Linked DNA regions of Xenopus tropicalis: region 2 is linked to region 1. A link is a contact called in public Hi-C data. All regions are on one chromosome and are shown on one strand. Each heading gives the region's core, a stretch centred on a gene start, on an enhancer-like site or on the middle of the called end of the contact. The rest is flanking DNA. Distances are from core to core; before and after follow the strand shown.

Region 1 (5,455 bases), core at 1,095-3,594:
GGTAATGTAATTATCATCCTCTCAGGGACCAAACATGGAGTAACTTTAGTATCCCTTAAGCTTATGAAATATTCAAATCCATAGGGTTTTTCTTAGTGATTTAAACAGGCAAAAAGTACTGTATGTTCATCACAAGCTCTGTTCATTGAACTCATGTTGTGCAAAGGGGTATACTGCCCCTTTAATGTAATAATATATGTAACTGTACTGTTATGTGTATATACTAAACAGTCTCTGTAAAGCACTCTGTTGAATGCATATCCATATGTTTTACCCCAATTAAAAGATTTCTTTGTAAGTGCTTTGTCACCCACAGGAAGGACCCTTTATGCCATCATCCTTCCAGTTGGGTTGTGACCTTATAGCTATCCACTATCCGCTATGCACTGAAATATATGCTCTCTTGCTGAGGTCATCAAATAGGTGCATCTTTGCTTGGTTTGGCCGCCCATGTGATGAGTCAATTAGGTTGATCTGCTTATTTGGCTCCCAGATCTATCTTAGAAAGCCGCTTTTAAATTTCATTCCGGGAGACCCAATTCCCAGGCCAATAACTTGTGGGCAGCATGGTGGCTCAGTGAGCTGTACTTCTGCCTTGCAGCACTGGGGTTCAACCCCAGCCTGGGCACTATCTGCAAGGAGTTTGTATGTTCTCCCTGTGTCTGAGTGAGTTTTCTCCCATACTCCCAAAACATACGGGTAGATTCATTGTCGTCTGACTGGGGTAGGGAATGATACATAATCTCTGTGCACAGCAGAAATGTGTCAGTGCTATGTAAATGACAGGAAGTGAATAAATATAATTTGCTATATCTAGAAAGGAGTAATAAGCAACATGGTTTTATGGTGCATTTGCTGTAATTCTATTTTCAAGCATTTTACCATGGCTATGGCAGGAAGAGAAATATTTAAATGCATAAAAAGTAAATAACAAATAACATCATGAAGAAAAACAATTTGCATTTAAATAGTACCCTCTACTTAATGGTAACTAAGCTGCATGCATATTGGTGGCAAAACAATCCTATTGAGTTTTTTATATGTTTAAATGATTTTTAGCAGACTAAATGTATGGGGATCCAAATTATAGAAATACCCTTTATTTCAAGTCCCAGCCATTCTGTATAATAGATACCTGGATAGGATATACAGGTACCTTTCTATATATTTTAATATTGTATATATTGGTATCTACAGTATAAATGTATATGTTTGAGTAAAAAAAAAATGGGAAAAACCCTAATTTTGTAGGCAATTATCAATAATATCCGGTGCTGGTTTCCCTTTGGGCTAAACATTAATCCTATCTGTAACAATGGCCCCTTTAATGGAGCTCCCTATAGATCCTATCACTTCTCTGTCAGAGTTTGAAATGGAGAGTGGGTGTGTCCTAACGGTCCCTGCCAGAAGCACAGTAGGAGGATGAGAGCCAATCACAGCCCTGCAGTCACACAAGCAAAAACAGGCTTCAGTTCCCAATCAGGTCAGCCTAGCTGCTGATTGGTTCCTATCCTACAGTGCAGTGTATGGAGGGCTGCCGGCTCCCCAGCTTATTCAGAGAATTCAGCCAGCAGGAAGTGGAACAGATGGGACGGAACTAGTGGGGGTTTGGTGGAATTTCTCAATAAATCAGTCAGAAACACAACTTTTTAAAGCACAATCCTTCTATATCTAGAGGAGTATAATTCCCTGGTACATTCATAATTTTTATAGGATATGTCTCCTTTAAGCAAATTTGTAGAAATTTTTAGAATTACAAAAAAAAAGTCTGCCTTACTATAAAAAAATCTGCCTTTCCATAATAGTGAAAAAAAACCTTAATATATAAAAAGATAAAAACCATCTTTATATGAAAATGACAGCCCCAATTAAAACCATGCTATCTTATTTTGGTTTTCACTTGATTCATTGATCAAGCTCAGCTTACTCCCTATTATCTACAATATAACATTTCCTTAGTCTGATCCTCTGACCATTTGCTTGTCATTTTGTATTCTCCTCTTTCCTAAAAATGTATTTGCTGGGTACTAACAAATATATTATATAAACAATATAAAATAGAATTTGCTGTTAGTAGTGGTAGTGGCTATAAATTAAATATCATTTTCTAATTAATTATGTTTTGTAAGTTTTTACATTTAACATGGCAAACAACAATTAATGCTTGTGTCTATTATGGTTTTTGTGGCTACTATAAAAAAATGGTAAGACTGCTGTGGAAAACTGGGAAGCTTAAATGCTTGACTGAAGTCTGACATTGCACCAGTTGTATGGTCTTCCAGATGCAAATAAGGTTCCATGAGATAGGATCTGCCAGTTTGGTGAAGTGTGAAATTCCCAGCGGGTACACTGACACCAGTCTGTTCAGCCTTCACAAAGCCATACATCTAAAGACAGCAGGAGCAGGGAGCTGCATGTTGCCTATGGAGCAAATGTGAATGTGCCGATCCTGCAAGCTTTATTTACCTAAGAAATTTTAAAACGCAAAAGAGAATGAGTGAAAAGGATATTCAGAGACATGACAGGAGTTGGATCTCTATGATAGCCCCATTCAGAGCAGGCATTGTTGTATTTCAGCATGTTAGGGCACTGTGAAAAGGGAAAGGATTATCTAATTTGTGAAATGTTCAACAAAATCTGTAAGTCAAAAGTTTGGTAAAACATAAAAGAATGTATTAGGAATGTCTGCAAATTACATATGAGAGAATTTGTTCGCTGCCTGATGTTGCTTCTTTAGATAAGCTCCATGAAATGCTTGTTAACATCATTAGTTGTCAAAAAGATTTCCTTGGTCAGTTTTGCACAATAAACTGTCAGTTTAACCCATTTGACTTTTGCAAGAGAATATGCAGGCTTGAAGGCTAATCACAAAATCAAGGTAAAACAGAAATGATGAATTAGTAACCACAATAATGCCAGCGACATTTGCTTTAATTTAGCAGGGAACATTAACAAACAAATTTTTTTTTGAAAATTAAATGAAAAATAAGTAAATGGTATACTGTATCTAATTTGTTCTGTTTTTCCATTAGGATAATCTGTGCAGAAGCTACAACCCTACAACAATGCAGACACCATACTGAGTCACATGCAGAGACCCAAAAGGACATGTTGTAATCAGAAAAAAAATCATTTTGACTTATGCAAATGTTAAATATTTCCTTTACCATAGCTTTTGTTACCACCCTCCATACTTTTTTTTTGACCAGATTTGATCTGAAAAAATATTTTATGGTTTTTCACATGAATACTTATGGACGAGATTCAAATTTAAGCAGAAAATCCTTTTTTACTAATTAGTTTTTATAATCTCAGGCTCTATAGGAAATCTGGAACTGACTTAGGAGATAAACTTTTTCACCAAACTGAATTTGACCCACTGTGTTATACTGGTCCCACAAAAATGATTCTGTATTTGTACAATGACTGGAAAGACCTGACAGAAGTTTGCTGATTGACATTCAACTTTTATGTATTGCAATTACAGGAGCGCCTCGGCAGCACATTCTTTTATCTCCACTTTATATACAGATCTTTTCATATGTTTGTAAACTCCAGCCAAGTTCCCTATATAAATGATTATTTGGTCTTCTCTCATTCTGAACCCAGTTTGTTGTGAAGTATGAAACAGAGCTGATCTACTTCTATTTATTGTGCTGATTTTTCATGTTCAAGGACTTTCTATACAGTATTATATAGATATAGGTCAGCTCTAATCATATTTCTCACTGACTAACATTATGCACTTCTGTGGCTTACACTTACATTCCAATTTACATTACAAGTTACATTAGTCATGATTGAGTTAAAGGGGACCTGTCACTCAGACATAAAGAGCTGTATAATAAAAGTTCTTTGCAAATTAAACATGAAACCCAAATTCTTTTTTTATTATAGGATTCATACCATTTATACAAATCTTAGCTGTCAATCATATATTGCCTCCCCACCTCTATGCCAGGCAGATAGGCACTCAGTTCCTTTTACTTACGCATTCAGCATTTCCTCCTCGTGCTCTATAATTGCGTAGCCTTTGCATGGGCATCAGTTCCCCCATTCTGGCACATACACAAGATTTAGGGGTGATTTAAAATGTGCCTTAATAGCAGTGCCCACAATATGTGCTTATGAATAACAAGCCTGAAGGAAACAAGATTTAAATAATTTTTATAACACAAGTGTTTTTTGCTCAACTCACAGAAAACGATTTGGAATTATTTCTTATGGTGACAAGTCCCCTTTAACTACTAAATTGTTTCTTTTACCCAAATAAATGACGTGCATTTGGCCGCTCAGCCACCATTTTGAACAGATGTAGACCAAAGTGTTTGTTCTTTATATATTTTAAGGTGTGATGTGATTCCATCTCTACAGATTGCTTTCTAGGTACCGCCATGCATTTGCAGTTGCCTAGCAATGGCAAACACACATAACCTTGTGCTCTGCAGAGCGACTGTTCCCCAGAGTAAATGGGTGGAGTGCAAGTCACACTGCAATAACTCTCACTCCATCTATGCTAACCTCTGCATTTAGGTTAACATTTCTTTCTGTGTTCACACTATCTGTTTTTAGTGTTGCTCAGAATATTTCTGCAAACATGAGCTTTTATTTTTTATGTTTCTTTTTCATTTGTGCCATCTTAGATTTTAATGCGTCTCTATTTGTATTTCTTATCTGGTCCCTCTTTTTCAGCCTCTTTCCTACCAGTTATGACATGACATGATTTTACTAAAAGCCAAACTGGAAGAGCATTTGCAGCCATTCCAAGCGTGTCAAAACAAAGAAATATTACCCTAGCAACAGGAGCGGTCTAATAACTGTCATGAAAGACGCCCATTTTAGTAGAAGGGAAGTTTAGACATTTACATTTCCTTTGTTTAATACAATACCAAAGGCTCATAACAGCACTTGGTTATGGTTTTGCTAGTGCTCTCAGGAATTGTTACACTTTTAACTGAAATTAAAGCTACACTAGCCACTAGAAATGTTATACAACATGGAAGTAATGGGTACCATTTTTCTAATTACAGTTTTCTTCTCTTGTTTATTGTAAGGTTGCTATGATTTCAGTGAATAAATAGGTTCACAAATAGTCGAACATTATGAATTTTATCAATCACTATTGATGATGGTGCAGATGAAATGTTATATTTTGTATAAAGCTGACAAATTAGTTTCTGCAAAATAAATGCTATCATTACTAAAATTATGACATTAATGCAAATGAAAAACAGGTTCCATAGTTACCAGAATAATGATTCCACCTTGCCGCACTGGGGGCCTGAGTTCGATTCCAGCTATAACACTGTCTGCAAGGAGTTTGTATGTTCTCTCTGTGTTTGCAGGGGTTTCCTCCATGTACTCTGGCTTCCTACTATAGTCCAAAAATATACTGCCTCTTGATAAAATTGACGCTATTGTGTGTGAATGTGATAGGGTCCTTTTATTGCAAGTT
Region 2 (5,455 bases), core at 1,742-4,241, 330 kb after region 1:
AAAGCAATTTATGAAACTGATGATAAGCATAGACAGTCAGTAAAAGTACAGTCATGGGACCTGTTATCCAAAATGCTTGGGACCTGTTGTTTTCTGGGTAAGGGGTCTTTCCATAATGTTTAATGTAAACATTAAATAAACCCAGTAGGATTGTTTTGGCACCAATAATAATTAATTATAGCTTAGTACAACACACTGTTTTATTATTACAGAGAATAAGGAAATATTTTTTTTTAAAATTTTATTATTTGATTAAAATAGAGCCTATGGGAGTCAGCCTTCCCGTAATTTGGAACTTTTTGTGTAACAGGTTTCCGAATAACAGATCCCATACCTGTACAATAAGAAGTTTATAAAAGAGTATTTTATGCATTTAGGTTAAATGTTTTGTATAATCATTTATAATTGGTTTATCTGAGTAGATGTTGCATTACATTAGTTTAGTTTTAAGTAGAGTATAAAAACTTTGTAGAAGGAACCAAAATTAGAAGTTGTACTAGGTTTTATTTTTTGAAGCTTTTCCAACAGAATTTTTGTGTGTTTAGCTTTTTCTCTTAGTTGGGTCCATCTGTACTCTGTCTTTTAACAAGTAGACTCAGCTTTGCTATCCCTTGGCTTTCACAGGCTTTTCTACTGGCTCAGCTAAGCCTATCAGTCCAGTTCTTTACTCTATGGCCTTCTTCTGAACAAAGCTCTTTAGATCCTGTCTATTTTACTTATTGTCTCTTTCTGTCTCTAATTTTTGTTTCTGAAGTTTTGTTTCTTAACAGTCTATGCTACGCATTACAACAATGAGCATATTTGTTTTTTAATACCAAGCCCCTCCTGCTGTCCCACCACATAATGCCACATGTGAGACCAGCAGCCATTAGACTCTGAGTGCCACTGTTCCCATAGCATTTCAGAGCTGACTACCACTTAGCATGAAGCTGCTCATAGCATGTTGAAGCTGTTCATAGCTCAAAATGACTCATAATAAATATAAACTGAATATGCTTGGCAACACAGTAGTTATATATACAATAACAAGTGCCAGGGTATAAAATTACTGCAAGGCTATAGCACACAACACATATTGTTTTCTGTACATTGGCAGAAGATTTGCAGCCTTCCATTTTATCGCCCCCAGTAAATTGCAGTATTCAAAATTCATTTTGTGTCACAGTCTTTGGAGAAAGCATTTTAATATTCTATATTAGTCCTGGCTCAAATTCACTGTATTGAAATTAAAAAAGAAAGAAAGATACCCTCGGGCAGCAAATCATGTTGGACATATCCTATCAAAACTTTATGAAATCAACAGGAAATTTAAAATTCCTGAGCAGTTCTTCAGAACGGCATGAGAACTATTTGTAATATGTTGGCTTAAATACATTTCTCCATTTTCAAGTCTTGTTTCTGATTGCAAAGTGAACTGCATAGAACACTCATCTGCCTTTCTGAGCACATTAAGCCAAGTTTCCTTAGTTATGCTGAGCAGAATGGCCAAAGATAATTTGGAAACAAATATACAGCAAAATGTCCTGTTTTTAATTTATTTATTTTGTCGAACATTTCCCTGTATCTAGAATATGGAATATAAATCTCAGTGAATTCTAATACAATCCAGTTTTATATCTCTGCTATGTAACATGTATTGCCAATGTTTTTAATTAGGTTCAGTTGGTGCAGAGCTATTTGGCCAAACTGCATAAAGCTGGCATTGGAACAGAGAGAGATCTAGAAACAGCCCAGTGGTGAGGTGCTAAAGTGTGGCAAGGTGTATGATTTCAGGCAAGAGGTTACTCTCCTCGATCACCTCATCCATGGGCATCAGTCTATTATAGGTATGGGATCCCTTATGCTGAAACCCATTATCCAGAAAGCTCCAAATTGCAGAAAGCCTGTCTCCCGTAGACTCCATTTTAATCAAATAATTCAGATTTTTTTAAATTGATTACTTTTTTCTGTGTAATAATAAAACTGTACCTTGTACTTGATCCCAACTAAGATATAATTAATCCTTATTGGGGGCAGAACAATCCTATTGGGTTTGATAATGGTTTATTGATTTTTTTGTAGACTTAAGGCATGGAGATCCAAATTATGGAAAGACCCCTTATCCAGAATACCCTTGGTCCCAAGCATTCTGGATAATGGGTCCTATACCTGTACTGTATAATAATATGGATATTATTTGATGGGTACATTCTGCTAATGTTTATGATTCCTTTCCTCATTAACCTTTATCCAGAGTTCTACCATCTTTCCTTGTTTGATTCGGTACAGTCATATCATCACATAGGTTGAATAAGATTAAGCCTAATGACTTTGGGGGTCATTAACTATATCCAGGGCAGGGGGCGAAGTGCAAAATGTTTTATTTAACTATATTCCTTGCCCTGCATGTAAAACAATTGCCCCAGGTCTCTGTGCTGTAAAACAAGGAGACCTGTCTTTACCCCATGAATACAGCACTGCCTGCATTCAAGCTTGTTTTAAATGTATTCTTATAAGTGGCTGTGCTATTAATTGTATTGGTTAGAAAAACATTACCTTAGTGAGCAATTTCAATATATTCAATATAATACAGAAAGAAAAGGGGGGTACAGAAGGCATGGGGGGGGAATTCTGAGAATTTCAATTTATTTCCATAGAATAGGGCAACCTATCAATATATTGGGGACACTAAATTGAACTTTCTGTGGGGGCCAGTAACATCTAGTTATGCCACTGTCCCTTGCCATTTCCTACAAATGCACATGTCCATAGGTCTTAATTTCTGTTTTCTGAATCTGTCACAAGTCAATGAAGGCAGAGTGTGAATGAAACGGTGTCATCTTCTGTATCCCCACAACACCTTGCAAGTTGAGACTGAAGTTAAAAATGCGAGCACAGCTTTCTAAACAATGGAACTGTCTCAACAGGTGGTCACATTGGCCTATGTGGTGTTTGTAGAGCCCTTTCACTTCCCCTGTGCCATTTGCCCGTGTGAGCGGATAGAGAGATCAAGCGCTGGAAAGCTGCTTGCTTTTACAGTTAGCTTCAAACACAACAGGAAGCTACCCGCAGAGATCAAGGTGTCCCAGCCTCAGTGGAGCAAAGGGAAGGCACATCTGCAGGGCATTGTCACAGGACATTGCAAATCCAGGTGCAATAATGAGAGATATCAAGGAAATAGATTCAGAGTTTCCCCATTCATACATGAAATACCGAATTGCACTTTGGAGCAAATAATAAAAAAATACAAGGGAAGAAAACCAGCTGCCTTCTCAAGAATATTCAGATATACACAAATGTAGTAAATCTAAAAACCCTTCAGGTTAAAACTGGTACAATCAACCTGAAAACACACCATTTGGGGATCATTACCCAACTTCTTATTATGTAAGCTGCTGTGCCTGATAAATAAAAGTTTTACCCAGATGCAGAAACCCTCAGTAAATTGTTGCTTTTATGCTTTTAAATACAAGACCAGTTAATGACTGGTTTCTATAGGTAATTAGGTTAGCAGCAAACTTTCACCTTATATTACATTTCCCCATATGTATATGATTAGTGGTCACATACATAGTAACTTAGGTAAAAAAAAGAAGCACATGTCCATGGAGTTCAACCTTTTATGTCTATATGAAACCTACCTAACTGCTAGTTGAAAAAACCCCCATCTAAAGCCTCTCCAATTTGCCTCAGAGGGGAAAATATTCCTTCCTGACTCCAAGATGGCATGTGGACCAGCCCCTGGATCAACTTTGTACTAAAAGCTATTTTCAGTAATCCTGTATTTCCTCACTTGCTCAAAAAGCTATCCAACCCCTTCTTGAAGCTATATAATGTATCAGCCAGTACAAATGTTTCAGGGAAAGAATTCCACAATTGTACAGCCTTACATTGGGGAAGAATAAGACATTAGTAGGGTTTATACTGTTATCTGTAGCGCCTACACATTTACGCAGCACTATACAAATATTATATTTTTTTACAATGATCACTGCCCCAGTGCAGCTTAGCGAAGTCTCACACAATCACATTCACATACAGTAGGGTCAATTTTATAAGAAGCCAATTAAACTGCCTGTTTGTAGTGTGTGTGTGTGTGTGTGTGTGTGTGGGAGGGGGGGAAGTGGAGTACCCATAGGAAACAACACAGACATGGGGAGAATATACACACTGCTTGCAGATAGCGGTTACTGAAGCTGTGCATCTATAAAACAGTTTTGCATAGCCAATCCATATGTGCAATGCAGCCATAATATTCCTCAATATGTGGAAAATCTTTGCCATTCCCAACACCGTCTCCCCACAGAAGGAGTAAATATAAATTACAACTACCACTTTGTTTCCTTGACTGAGTAATTCAGCCAAGTTTTTAAAAGTAGAGAGCCATCTAGTGGCCATTACACAATACCTTTATTTTAGGCATTGAGAAAATGCCTCAAATGAGGCATTTAACATGGCAGCCCCATCCCTATAAAAAAATTTAAAAAAAACAAACATTGATAATATATATATAATTGATTATTTGACATTTCTCTTAAAAACCATGCACTAGGTAAAAACTACAGTTATATATTTTTTTAACATATAAGTAAATTAAAATATGTCTGCACAAAAATTGATAATAAGAATATTACAAAGAAATAAGAGAGACATGGATACATTCTATGTATAAGGAGGGTCAGACTATTTTGACAGATTGTAGCAGCAATTCTCTTTTCCTTTCTGGATAATTGCGGCTTTATTTTGGCTAAGTACATCTGTACCAGCTTGTAACCGACTATTTAATAATTCTTGATAATCTGCCCTTTGTGGTTTTTATTTTCATTCAGCCTGTGAGTGCCCCATTTTATTGGTCTTAACCTCTAGATTACCTTAAAAATTGTATATTGTTTTTTCTTATATATTGGTTTTCTAAATATGCCTAGTTTCCATTAGCAAGATATATGGATATAAATACCTATGTAAAATACATATTATATCCATATACATATAATATAGAAAAATATTTTTTAAACCTAGGGGCAGATATACATTAATTCAAATTGAAGAATCCACAAGGATTAAAGTACAATGAAGGGTACAGTTAGGCTTATGTTCCCTGGACAATTGGCAAGATATCTCTATTGAAATGTGGCTTTATTTACAAATGATAGAGCACCTTTTGGCCCATGCTCAGAGCAGTTCCATTCTGGGATCTGTGCAGCCTGCACTGTTGCGCCTTGCGCTGAATCCAGAGCATGATGCAAAGCATAGCACTGCCAGTAAAACACAGCCTTGTATTGTTTGCCTGGAAGAAAGCAGGTAGGGGGCCCTGCTGTATCTTACATCCATTGGAGCCCCTAGCTTGTGCGCCTGAATGCTAAACAAGCTAGGGGACTCATGTCCTACCACCCCAGACTGCTCTTTTTAAGTACTCTATAAATGGGAGAGGCACAGAAAATGGTGCGAATATCTCTGTCTATGGGTGTAGGGCAGG

Evidence for each region. A called contact is a pair of places that touch in the nucleus more often than the background predicts.
Region 2: a contact with region 1 is called in a Hi-C map of neurula embryo, with 2.3 times the contacts expected there. The contact joins two enhancer-like sites. A contact is called at or near these places in 3 of 5 Hi-C or Micro-C datasets (brain, liver and neurula embryo).

The regions. Positions count from the first base shown.
Region 1 is chr1:65,466,902-65,472,356 of UCB_Xtro_10.0, forward strand. No RefSeq gene overlaps it. Among named protein-coding and RNA genes, the nearest start is that of ankrd50, 160 kb to the left of the region's middle. Within about 2 kb of position 2,345, at least 1 of the 11 cell types and tissues checked has an H3K27ac peak or open chromatin away from gene starts, as enhancers often do. A contact at or near this core is called in neurula embryo, where this site is marked.
Region 2 is chr1:65,800,185-65,805,639 of UCB_Xtro_10.0, forward strand. The region is part of intron 14 of spata5 (ATPase family protein 2 homolog); the gene reads right to left. Among named protein-coding and RNA genes, the nearest start is that of spata5, 120 kb to the right of the region's middle. Within about 2 kb of position 2,992, at least 3 of the 11 cell types and tissues checked have an H3K27ac peak or open chromatin away from gene starts, as enhancers often do. A contact at or near this core is called in neurula embryo, where this site is marked.